Linked DNA regions of Siniperca chuatsi: region 2 is linked to region 1. Evidence: chromatin contacts called from public Hi-C data. All regions are on one chromosome and are shown on one strand. Each heading gives the region's core, a stretch centred on a gene start, on an enhancer-like site or on the middle of the called end of the contact. The rest is flanking DNA. Distances are from core to core; before and after follow the strand shown.

Region 1 (5,887 bases), core at 2,269-4,768:
GCAATCAAATCCTTGCAGTAATTACAACTCTCCCCTGTCAGGCCCAGATAGGCCACACTGATGAAAAGAAGCAGATCATTACGAGTGAAAATACAGCACTGGCATCAACAAACGCGTCTCCTGCCTTGAAGGTGTCATCAGGTAGATCCAGGGAGAGGAACATTAGATGAGTTGAATCTGGCAGCGCAGTTTTTTTCTTTTTATAATTGGGCAGAACATATGAGGGAAACAGTGTCAGTGTCACTGTGCAACATCTTTCTCTCTCAATCTGAAAGTGTGTTTACATTGTGTGCAGCAGCATGTCAAGGTGAAAGGAGCAGGTGGGGGGAGTGAGGTGGCAACTGTGTCTGTGCATTACTTTCTGACCTGTTATGGGCGTGATGCATGATGTTTGTTATATAGCTGTGGCCACTAAGGGAAACATATTGGATCCCATGAAAATGAATAATAGAATAAAACAAAACATAAATCTGTTCAATTATCAGCTACAGTTATATAATTCAAATATCTGTTAGAGCACAACAGAACTTTGTGATCATATACACTAACAATGCTTGCGTGATAATGGTTGCATCAGTTTAATGCTGACATATTGTTTATTATCCCCCTGCAGTCACAACTCAAGTAGCCTGTGGTCAAAACACCATGGATTCCTCAGTTATGCATGGTTTATTAGAAGCTGTATGTTGGAACGTCTGCTGTACAGAACTTCTCTGCCCCTCAAGAGAAGCAGACCAGAAGCTGTTCCTAACCACAGATGCCAGCTGATTCACTGTGGTGTACTTTTTATTCAAAGAGTTAGAATCATCTACCCACTTAAAAGCATATTAGTGGAATAACATGTTTACATGGAGGGAGTGTGTGTGTGGGTGTGTTAGTCTTCTTGTGATGATACTGCGTGTTGTGCATGTGGGAATGTGCAAGTAGAAAAGGAAGTACCTTAAGTAAGTAGCCATTTTCAGTGCTCAATCTCAACAGTATGAAAAACAGTGCTGCACCTGTGCCCAACTTCCATCCCTCTTCCTTGTCTGTTCTGTCCTAAAGGCAATCTGATTCCTCCCATCTCCATCAGTCATGCTTTCCAGGCTAGAGCTGCCTCTCTGTTGTCTGCAGAGTGCATGCATTACCTGTTTGTCACACAAGCTGTGTGGGACAATTACATGGTTTTCTCAGTGTGGGAGCTTGTATGGGCTCTGCAGATAACTTTTGGAGCGTATTAGACAATAATCGCATCAGCGTTTAGTAAAGGAGATGAGTTGATAGGCATGTCATTTCTTACTCAGCCAATTTAATCATTTTTAAATATATGCAGGATTAGAGTCTCTTATCTAAAAGCAAAAATCCATCTACTCTCCCTTCAAAAATCTATGTCCAGTCAGCTCTGAATTAATCCCATTCCCAAGACATCTGACAAAGCACACAACACCATCTGCATCTTGAGTCTGATACAGCTGGCTGTAAATTTATAGTTAAAAGGAAAGAAATACTAGCGTAAAGACTTTCCTCTGGGATGATGGACTGAAATTTTCTGGCATCATTTACAGTAAAAGTGAGTGAAGATGAAGCCAGTGCTAGTCAGTACTAATAATTCTGAGTGATTCTCTGAGCCATGCATGTTTAAGCCAGCGGTGGCAAACGTCCTTTATGCTATTTCTGAATCTGGTCATCAGAATACCTCCAACACCACTGTCATGGCTCTCAAACCGCCAGCTTTTTGTGTAACACCTCGGCCAACAGATGCCTCCTGGGATAAAGACAACCACTCATCATTAATTGGATTTATTCCTGGCTGGGAACTAATTCTTCAACTGGCCTTCCAAATATTACTTTGACCATAACTCATAACTGTCATGGGACTGTGTGTTGTTCAGATGTTAGAGATTGTGTCAGATGCAGGCCGAAACTGGCAACTGAAATTAAATGCACTGGCCAAAGCAGATTGTACAATAAATACCACTTAGACAGGCTGAATGGGACAATAAAGATTGTCTCTCTTCATCTGGGTATGTGCAGCTGGTTGACTGTGCAGTGTATGTGTGTATGTTGTGACTGTGGCTGAGCCTGGGTTTGTCCATGTCTAAGTATATCTAGTGTTGTATGGAACCTCTCCCAGTGTCTGTGGTTACTCCTATTGGGCAGTTCCCCAGTTGAGTTTGTGGCGAAATGTGAACAAGGCGAATATGGGCCTGATTTCCTGCATGGGCTAACTTTAGCACGCTTGAGGCAGACTCATGTTTGAATTGCAGTGCAAAAACGGGACGGGTCTGTTTTTTTGTGGTTGGAAAATGAATAAGGCCACACTGGATGGAGTCAGCCTATACAATGCAGTGGTTATGTGCCTTTTGCAAATTGTGAAACCTGGTTTTTAACATCTAATTCTCTTGCTAGTCTTGATTGGGGGCATGACACAAGGACAAGAAGGGAAGTCCAAGGAAATATGTAATTAATAATAAGACAGTAGAGAGAGGCAGGGCACACAACTAGCACTTGTGAGATTTTGAACACAAGGCAACAGTCAAAGGAAAAAAATGTACTGAATACTAGGGCACCCCAGTAGACGTACTGTTAAACAACATCTATGAGGCTCCATTCATATCATCCTTTCTACATTGCTCTTTCAAGTGCCACTTCATCTTAAATTTTGAGCAGTTTTTAACAGAATTTCAAAGAAGAGATTAAAGTGCACTCCAGAGAAAACATAGCCAGAAGATTGCATGTTCACCCAGTTTGAGTGTATCTATCTTATTCTGCATTATTTGTTACAACAAATTTGGGTTTGCAAATTAGCACAATTCATATAAAACAAAACAGCCTACATGTATAGGCTATTGACCATGTTGTTATGAATGCCCACAATCCTTTCCAGCACATGTAAATGTGAAAATTATGTTTTCTTTTATCCTTGGAAACAATGCTACAAGCATATGCATTTGTGTATGTGCTTACACACAACCACATTCAAAGAGCGAGAAAGAGAGTCTGTCTTTCACACAATTTGAGACCATCCGGCACACATTGATAGCTGTTCCCTTGGGCCTGCATGTTGGAGATACTTGTCTGAGAACAAACAAAGAGAGAGAGAGAGAGAGGTGAGCTTAGCATGGAAGAGGAAAACAGCATTAAGAAGTTGAAAAGAAAACTCAGTCATAGGGGAGGTGATGAAGCTGCATAGGCCTGAGTTGACCTCAGACAGAATGGACATATTCTGCTTATCTCCTTCTCTTTTTTGCTCTAAATTCGTGTTCTTTTATCTTTTCTAATACCCTCTGTCTGATGTGTACTAACCTGAAACAATTTTTTGCTAGGACACACTGACACACACTCATGCACAAGTAAACACATACACACACTGTGAACAAATGCCCTCCCTGTGCTCTGCCAAAGAACTGCTGCAAACAAAGATTAGAGAAAACGCATCAATTTATGTGCCACTGCTTTTTATTTACTCTCGGACTCAGGCTGGGGGTGACAAGGACTGCAAACACTCGGTCCTAGCTGTCGACTCCTAAGCCAGCCACACTATAGTTGAAGCTTCTTTTTCAATAAGCACAGAACTGATTCCTGTATAATTACACTCATCAGAGAACCAAGCCTGGACTTTACATAATCAACACTGATACTCTGGACACAAAGACATGGAACTTCAAAGACTTCAGGCCCGTTCTGTAGTTGCAGTAATGACAATACAGCGGTGATGACAGTAATGATACTTTGATAATGCCAATTATACAAGCGCCTTTGTGCTCCCTTCACAAATCTCTCTGTCTTTTCCCCTCTTACTTTTCCATATTTCTCTCCCTGTCTCTCTGCCATCCCTGACCTGATGTGGTGAAGTGCCCTGAGCTCTGGTTGATTGTCAGGAAAATTTTGATCCTTCCCCACCTGATACATGTCAGACAGGGAAACAGAATATCCTCGCCCGTAGTCATATTGCTTACAGCCCTCACTGTCAAGACTGCTTAATGGTGGTGAGGAATGCTAAATATTGACATTTTGTGTATGCATGTGTATCTCTTTATCTCCTCTGAGGCACTTCACAGAACATGTATGTTTGTTCTGGCTGATGTGATGCCCTTTGGCTTGATTGGATTTCATTTTTTGTTGATTGTACTTTGTTTATATTGCTGAGGTCCGTCCATGTACTCTGGGCAGGAGATGATAAATTTAGTCAAGTCTAAATACCTCTTGTTTATTTGTGCATGTTTGCTGAATTGCTTACTCCTTGTTTACAGAATCAGAGGGCAACTTGTGTTTGCGACTGTGTCTGTGACTGTTCACATGGATGTGTGTATGTGAGGAGTGTGCGCATGTGCTTGTATCTTTGTGACTTGCCCATTGGATTGCACTCGGTGTCCCTCTCTCATCTGTAGCTGTGTTTCCATGTAATTGTCACGTGAATTTGAAGTGAACTTTTGAAATGTCGCAAAAAAGAAAATGCTAATTAGGCGCGTTTCCATCAACTGGTTTGGAGCAAATAGTCTAGGCTATAGCGTAGTTTCGGCAGAAGTTGGCGGTATAGGCTATATTACGCATGGCTGTAATAAACAGAGTAGAAGAAGTAGAGGCTGCGAAGCGTAAACAACCACTTGTTTACGCTTGTTTACCAGTTGTTTGCCAACCACCAATAAACCTCAAAGAGGAGAGGAGAGAGAGGAATAATTTGGTCTTTTTTGTGAACTTGAGGAAGTTTTTTTGAATTTTGCAGTTTCCCTCAACCTTTTCTAATGCGATACTTCAAAATGTGCATAAAAATATGTTGATGGAAACATGGCTAGAATGATTTAGGAGCTACCTGCAGTGTTTGCACTGGCCCATCTGGAGGCAAGTTTCTGTCTGCACCAGGAAGAACCGACGCCCCTATGCCAACTGTGGCCACAGTAGATGGGTGGGGGTGCTCGTCGTGGTGGGCTGGTGGTTAGAGCTGGTTTGAGCTGGGGAAAGTGCTATAGTATTTCAGGATCAGTGAGCAGCAGACACAAGATCATAAATAGAGTTTTTATTGCTGAGCTGCTATGCTGGGTGAGCCTGGGTCTTTCAGCAAGATCACAGCAGTGATTGATGTTTCCCATGTGCCGAGGGAGAGGGTGTGCGGTGTAGGCGGACAGCGGAAACAGTGGACATGGCAAGGCTGGCAGAGCCTGCTGCCCTCCCTCTCCTCCCCCAGGGTTACCCCCTGACAATCTACGGCCCTGTGTCAGCCTACAGATCTCTGTGTGCAGACACCGCATGGGATCTTGTCTCACACAGCTTCTACCTAAAGCTGGAAGAGTCTTTCAAATCTCTGCAGGCTATTCAAGTATTTTATACATTAAATATTCATGACTAAATAAACAACAATCGAAGTTACAAAAGCAGCTATTATTTATTGGGAGTTTAACACTCAAAATCTCACCTGATCTGCTTCATCAGGCTTGTGTGCGTGTGGTTTGATCACATTTCATTGTCAGTGACCAAAAAACCCACCAAGTTTCATCAGATTGTGATTCAAATGTTGCTGAATCCTGATTGGTGCACAGGAGTACATGCACAGAGGGGAAAAAAAGAAAAACAGAAATCTCAGAAAATAGCGCGTTCATGTAGGACCCCATCACTCAGTAAAAAGCTGAATGAGAAAATACATTTTTGGGGCCTTTCATGAAGATCTGTTGAAATCTGTTTAAAAAGAAATCAAAATTGTAACAAAATTAACCCCAAATAGCACAGTTAGTTTTTAAAACATCACTTTTTAAATAATTGAGTTACAAAATATATTTTCACTTACCAATAGATTGAAAATATGAAATCCGTGTTAAAATTTTTTCCTGTAGCTCAATAACAATGCGACTCACATTCAAAATTCAGATGGTGTAGTTCAGGTGTAGTAGATAAAAATACTTTCCTCTCTGCA
Region 2 (6,178 bases), core at 2,447-4,946, 54 kb before region 1:
CTAAGGTCCAAGATATGAACCTCCATGAGTTTCGCAGAGAGGTGAGAGTGTGGTACTCTGTCCATCTTCATCCCTTACGCTCACTGCTTAGTGTTTCTGCCATCACCTTTTATTCTTCTTTGTCTCCAGATAACTGACCTACAAATTCAGGCAGTTACTCGCAGAAAAGTTGCAGAGAGCCGCAAAATAGAGAGGAAAAGTCTCAACACTGCTGCCAGTATCCAGCTCGTGTGTCGAAACTGTTTCAAGTCTGTGGCCTCTGGCAGTGACATTAAACTTGTTGACAATGCACACTATGTCAACGTCAATCCTGACTTTAAGTGAGTTGAACTCTGTGTATAAAGGTTCATGCAAAAGTATTTTCAGGCTGAAGTCTTCACAAAATGTCGTGACTGCTTTAATCATGGCTTGTCTTTGCACTCAGGGAATACTACAAAGTCGGGGGGCAGGTAGTGCTACCAAGGAGTTTTGAGGACTGGGAGCCCGGGCGTACAATCAGTTGCAATAACGGCAGCTGCAACAAGGTACAGTGGGCTCTCTGCCAAATATTAATTTAAACTCAGAAATAGACTCTGTCCTGCCCAAGGCAGTTGATCAACAGAGCTGATGTTGGTGCATGTTGGGGTGTGAGTTTTATTCTTATTTAAATTCACAGGAATGGGGATTTGAGATGAAGTACAAGCAGATTGCCCTGCTGCCCAACATAGCCATTAAGAACTTTGCCCTGGATACCCCTGATGGCAGGATGACTGTAAAGAAGTGGAAGGATGTCACTTTCACTGTTGAGGACTTCAGCTTTGAAGAATACTGCCAAGGCAACTTCCCTGACATCTTTGATTGAGACACCAACAAGAGAATTTTTTCCCCTACTTCACATGTCACTTTTTATCTGTTTTTTTATTCCAGTCAATTGGTATTTACCAATCGAGTGTATTGCCTGTGCTCATTTAAAGAAACCATCATTGTACTGTTTGAGGTGTTTAAATATGAACACATGCTTTTCTAAAAGTCCCCTCCACATGTGCTAGCATTCATTTGTGCTGCCGGGCCAGTGAGGCAGCAGTGTGCTAAAACCCATTACGCATCGATCATGCTTGAAATTAGCATGGCAGCTTTGTTTATGCCCAAGGTCCTAATTCTCTTTGCATGTTTTTGTGTGTATTTCCTCTACTTCAGCTCAAGTCAAGCACAGAAACACAGCACATGAACCATCACGAATACTTGACATGTCATGATGAAGATGATTCCTCATGAACTCTCTTTTAGCCATTTTAAAATGCTTTTAATTGGCAACTAAATGTTTCCAGTAGATGCAGTAGTCAATACGTGTGTGTGTGTGTGTGTGTGTGTGTAGTATGCAGATACTGTGTATGTACAGATAATCTTAGTTTTAACAACATTTTATCATTATCCACTAACATTTAAATTTGTCGCTGTGTACTATTTTATACCAATTAATTATGGTCAATATAAATGAACTAAAACCATTTGAGATGAAATATAAATAAACTTTCCCCTTGAAATGCCTGAGGTCTTTTCTAATTATTTTGCCTTGATTAACCACTAGGTGTCAGTGTTGGTTAGCCAATCAATTCAGACACAATTTCTCCACCTCTGGAACCTCTAACAGATGATGTGAATAAAGCCAGAATGGACATTTTCTCTGGTGTTTCCCAATCTGAGGGCAGGGAGTCCATGATGCCCAGCTGCTCTGAGGTTAGAGAAGTGAGTGTGACTCCTCAGACTTGCTGTCAAAATGAGGTTGAGAAAGATGTATGTGTAACTCTCTTCTCACACTCACCAAACTTTGCTGGTGTACCCTTGAGCAAGGCACTTTGTCCCCAAACTGCTCATTTGTCGATAGTACAAGAAGGTTGGTTACAGCCTCCAGATGTGTGTATGTGATATCTGGAAAATGAAAAATGTACTCAGTTGACCGGAAAGGGAACAAAGTATTTTCATGCATTAGTTCTGATAGAAAAAGTGGTTTATTTTTATGTGTTTCTTTATGTATGTTTAGGTAGGAGCCTTGTATGCACTAAAAACATCCCTGAAACCACAACGCCTGCAAGAGCTTCTCTTTGTAGTTTTTAAAATGTTTTGACTGCTGCAGCTCACTATGCTGCTTCTGAATCACTGGATCAATACAGGGTTATGTATTTCAGCTTGGATCATTTACATCTACATAGAAAAAGAGATTTAATACACTTTGTTTTTCATTTAACACACTGGCTTCAAAGATACATTTTGCTGCATAATAATTTCTCGTTTCTCAGAACCCTCACAGCTTGATTTTAGCAATCCCCAAAAGACAGATTTAGTCTAATCACAGAAAACAGTCTTTGCTGAAACTATTTACAGTTTAATTTTGCTGCTGTGTTTATATACACAAATCAAGCTTGATGTACAGCAGCACAGCATCATCTATAATGAGCCGTTTCCAAAACAAACCCAGATTATGAAACTAAAGTAACTGGTGAGGAAACCATTAATTTCAGGCTGGCAGCTGTATGGGGTGTATTCACTTTTGACCCACAACACATCTTAGAGTGTATCTCTGGGCAAGACATGATTAGGTCAACCTCACTGTGTCACATGTGCCGTAATCCTTTTAAATCTGGCGGCGAACTGGAATCAGTACTGCTACCATGGACGTAATCATACTAAAAACAGGCTCTGTTCGGGTGTCATGCCTGACTCAGATTCAGGGAGGCGGACAGGAGCCGTGTAGTGTATGATTTACTCGGATCAGGCTCAGGCTCTATAATCAACACTGATTACTTCCTTTTACTTCCCAGCTCAACACCCCATGCATCTTAATTGCAATTAGTTCTCTTCTGAAATTAAAGCAGCTTAGAGTAGTTGAGCAAAGGATAACATGGTGTGTTGGTGTGTGTGTAGGTGTGTTTGTGTGAATTTAGGGGATGCTACTCACATTCATAATAGGCTTCTTGTCACTGGTATCTAGGGCATACACATCTGTCTGTCTACTGTATGTGTCCCATCTAATACAGTTCATGAGCACTAAACTAAAAAGTCAGTTCCTAAATGTCTTGGAAGCACATCTTACAGCTGACAGACTGATGTCATGTAGGACACAAGACATTTCCAATATATAACAAAACTTAACCAGTTTTCTAAGTCATAACATGGCTTTGTCCACTTCATATTTTATTTAAAATGTGAAAGCAAGATGGAGCATTTATGCATGTTTTGGCAGAAGCATATCCCATTTCTTTTGGGGCATGTTTAAACAAAATTAAAGCTATGGAAAGTCAGAAGTTAACTATTGGTGCTAAAAATGTCGCCAATTATTAGATTATGAGTTGATTAATTGATTAGTTGATTGTCAGAAAGTAACTATTTTGATAATCGATTCATCGTTTGTCATTTTTCAATAAAAAATATCAAATAATAATATAATAATAAAACTTTATTTATAGAGCACTTATCAAAACAAAGTACAAAGTGCTTCACAAAATAATATACCAAAAATACCAAAACCTTGCTGGTTCCAGCTTCTCAAATGTGAGTATTTGTTGTGACTAGTAATTATCTATTTATCTAGAAAATAATCAGCAGATTCACTGATGATGAAAAAAATTATCAAATAAAATACCCTGCTTCTATAACTTTTTTTCCTGGTAACGGTTTTTAATTGTTTTATCAGACAGGAAACCTCCAGATGTGAATCCTGCTGTACCCCCGGTCTGTGACTGACAGGTCATTAGCAGAATTAGCTACAGGTAACGGCAGCTAGTTGACCTGGCGACATGTGTGTCTTGAACTATGCAAGGAAGGGCTATTACACAGAAACCTGTCCAGTTGGCTGCATTTTTCACAATACCAATTCTAGAAAAAAAAACACGATATATTCAGTGGGCATTTCAGCCACTCAACACATAACAAACTGAGCTAGTAAACAAGATTTAGTGCAAGATGCGGCGCAGCATGGCAGCTCCACCGTTGGCATCAGGTGGAGCTCAGCACTAGGTGAGTGTTTCCAAATTAACTGTGAATTGGCAGCTTATTTGATACCTACACATATTTTACTTTTTTAGCTGTAGCTCTGGGCGAACATGTAACGTGAAACAGCTTGTTGGGATTCCTAAATTAATGTGTTCTTCTCCATTTCTCTTCCTCAAATAAGTTACACACACAGATAAGAGAGAGAAACACTGACCGTGTTTTTCCATTCATGGCGCTGTGGTCTCGGCTCAGGCTCTACCTCAGGTGCATTAATGACAGTTTGTCAGCTCTAAGGTCAACCTGAGGTTTCTTGTTGTATTGAACATGGCGGAGCTGGTAGCATTTTGAGTTCACACTTACCTGCCTGAAACATGAAGTTCATGGCTGTTATCCACTGTGTGCCTGGGTTTATGTTTTCCAAAAGCAACCTCGGCCAAGTGAGGTGGTGGTGGTTGTTGTTGTTGTGTAGTTTAACATGTTAGCATGCTAACATTTGCTAATTAGAACTAAACACAAAGTACAGTTGAGGGCTGATGGGAATGTCAGTAGTTTTGCAGATATTTGGTCATAAACCAAAGTAAGGACAAATAGAAATTGTGACCTGATGAGGGCGCTAGATAACAAATTAGGGCATCAATCACCAAAGTTCATCCTGTAGGGGGACATGAATGTGCTCACGAAATTTCATGGCAATCCATCCAATAGTTGGCTATAGTTAAATGTGATCTGCATAATGATGTAAGTGGAAAAGTCAGGGGATCATCAGTCATTAGGATTCTGGTAACCATGATTGAGATATTACACAGGGTAAATGAAACTTTGACCCTTCTGGTGGCGCAGAGTCAGTAGGGATGGGCCATGACGGGCAGGACACTTAAATAATCATATAGTTCATTCATATATTTTTGTGGGAAAAAACATGTATCTAAGTTCCTTTGCCTTTTTAAATAAGGGAATACTTTTAAGCATTTTGCGCATAAAATTAGTGTGCTAAGACAACATTTATTGGAGTGGACTACAAAACCCATCACTAGGTCAATTTCCTGGCTGCACACAGAAGTCACACCTGTTTGGCCAGACTAGTCACACATGAAGCAACACACTCACAATGTCAACATGTTTTTTAACACACAGTTGCTTTCTCCTTGTAGTCGGCACACGCTCTCCAGGACTCGTGCTCACACAGGACACCGAGAGACAATGACAGACACAAATATCACCGGGTCACCGGGCATTTCCTCAGGGATCGGCCTACTTGTCAGCCAGTTGCTTGTGCTGTCTGAGAGTTTGCTGTGTTGTTTGTTGGACTTCTTGTCGAGGTGATAGGACTTCACAGTCTCTGTTCTCGTGGCAACAGCAATGGATCAGGTTACTTTCAGTGACAAGATTGACATTTGCTTTGTCCTACTGTATGTTGTTATGTATGTCGTCTGCGCCTTATTTGTAGTTCAAAGTGCTTATTAAGCTGCTGCCCAGCCTGTGTGGATGTACAACACTGCAAGTCAACTATGTTTGGAGTCATGTGGTTTGAAGGGAGCGTGGGTATCATTGACATCTCTGTCTCGTAATGTTGTTTGACCTTTTTCGGGGCAGTCGTGTCTTGGATGCCATCAAATAGCTCTCGGGTGAATTCAAGATGGAGAGTAGTTTAAATTTTATACAGAACATTTCTTTCTACATTTTAATTTTACGGTACGTTCCTTTTTTAACACCCAGATGCTTGAAAACATGTTTGTGTGTATTTTCTTTTTTTTTTTTTTACATGAAAGCAATTATAGTACGCAAAGGGTGCATCTTTGTTGTCGCACGTCTCCTTTGATTGAGGATGTTGCTCTCTGAAGTGGACTGGAACTCTAGTCGGTGCCAGAGTCAAGAATTACCCAGCTTATTTCATGCTTTATTATAGAACAGATAAAAGAGACGCTTGTCTTTGCTGTCTACCACTTTGTGGCTGGGCTTTTGTCTGCTCCGCACTGTCTTGTCCCTTTCTTATGCTTTCCTTTTGACAGATGTGCCTGCTAGATTATTAATCTAAAAGCTCAAGTATGAACTCCCAATAAGTTTAGGATCTTTCCCCCCGCAGATTGGTCAACTGTTTCACAGGCAAAAGAATTCACTCTAAAAACAAATAACAAGTGCAGCTATGTTTTAGACCATAAAACATTATGACATATCAGCAGTATAAATATTAGCACTCCCATCAAAATGT

Evidence for each region. Hi-C and Micro-C count contacts between places; a contact is called where the count stands out from the background.
Region 2: a Hi-C map of liver shows a contact between it and region 1, with 2.6 times the contacts expected there. The contact joins the promoter of znf385c here to the enhancer-like site in region 1. A contact is called at or near these places in 2 of 3 Hi-C or Micro-C datasets (liver and skeletal muscle).

What each region holds. Positions count from the first base shown.
Region 1 is chrLG21:7,098,107-7,103,993 of ASM2008510v1, reverse strand. The region is part of intron 1 of znf385c (zinc finger protein 385C); the gene reads left to right. Among protein-coding and RNA genes, the nearest start is that of LOC122869488, 53 kb to the left of the region's middle. Within about 2 kb of position 3,518, the one cell type or tissue checked has an H3K27ac peak away from gene starts, as active enhancers do. A contact at or near this core is called in liver, where this site is marked.
Region 2 is chrLG21:7,152,221-7,158,398 of ASM2008510v1, reverse strand. znf385c (zinc finger protein 385C) reads left to right here and starts at 3,696. Exons shown (of 9, transcript XM_044182558.1): 1 at 3,696-3,993. It overlaps LOC122869488 (a long non-coding RNA gene), which reads right to left and starts at 4,491. Exons shown (of 2, transcript XR_006376329.1): 1 at 4,330-4,491; 2 at 1,326-1,908. dhx58 (probable ATP-dependent RNA helicase DHX58) reads left to right here. Exons shown (of 12, transcript XM_044182552.1): 9 at 1-41; 10 at 130-320; 11 at 425-524; 12 at 656-1,527. The coding sequence ends at 841.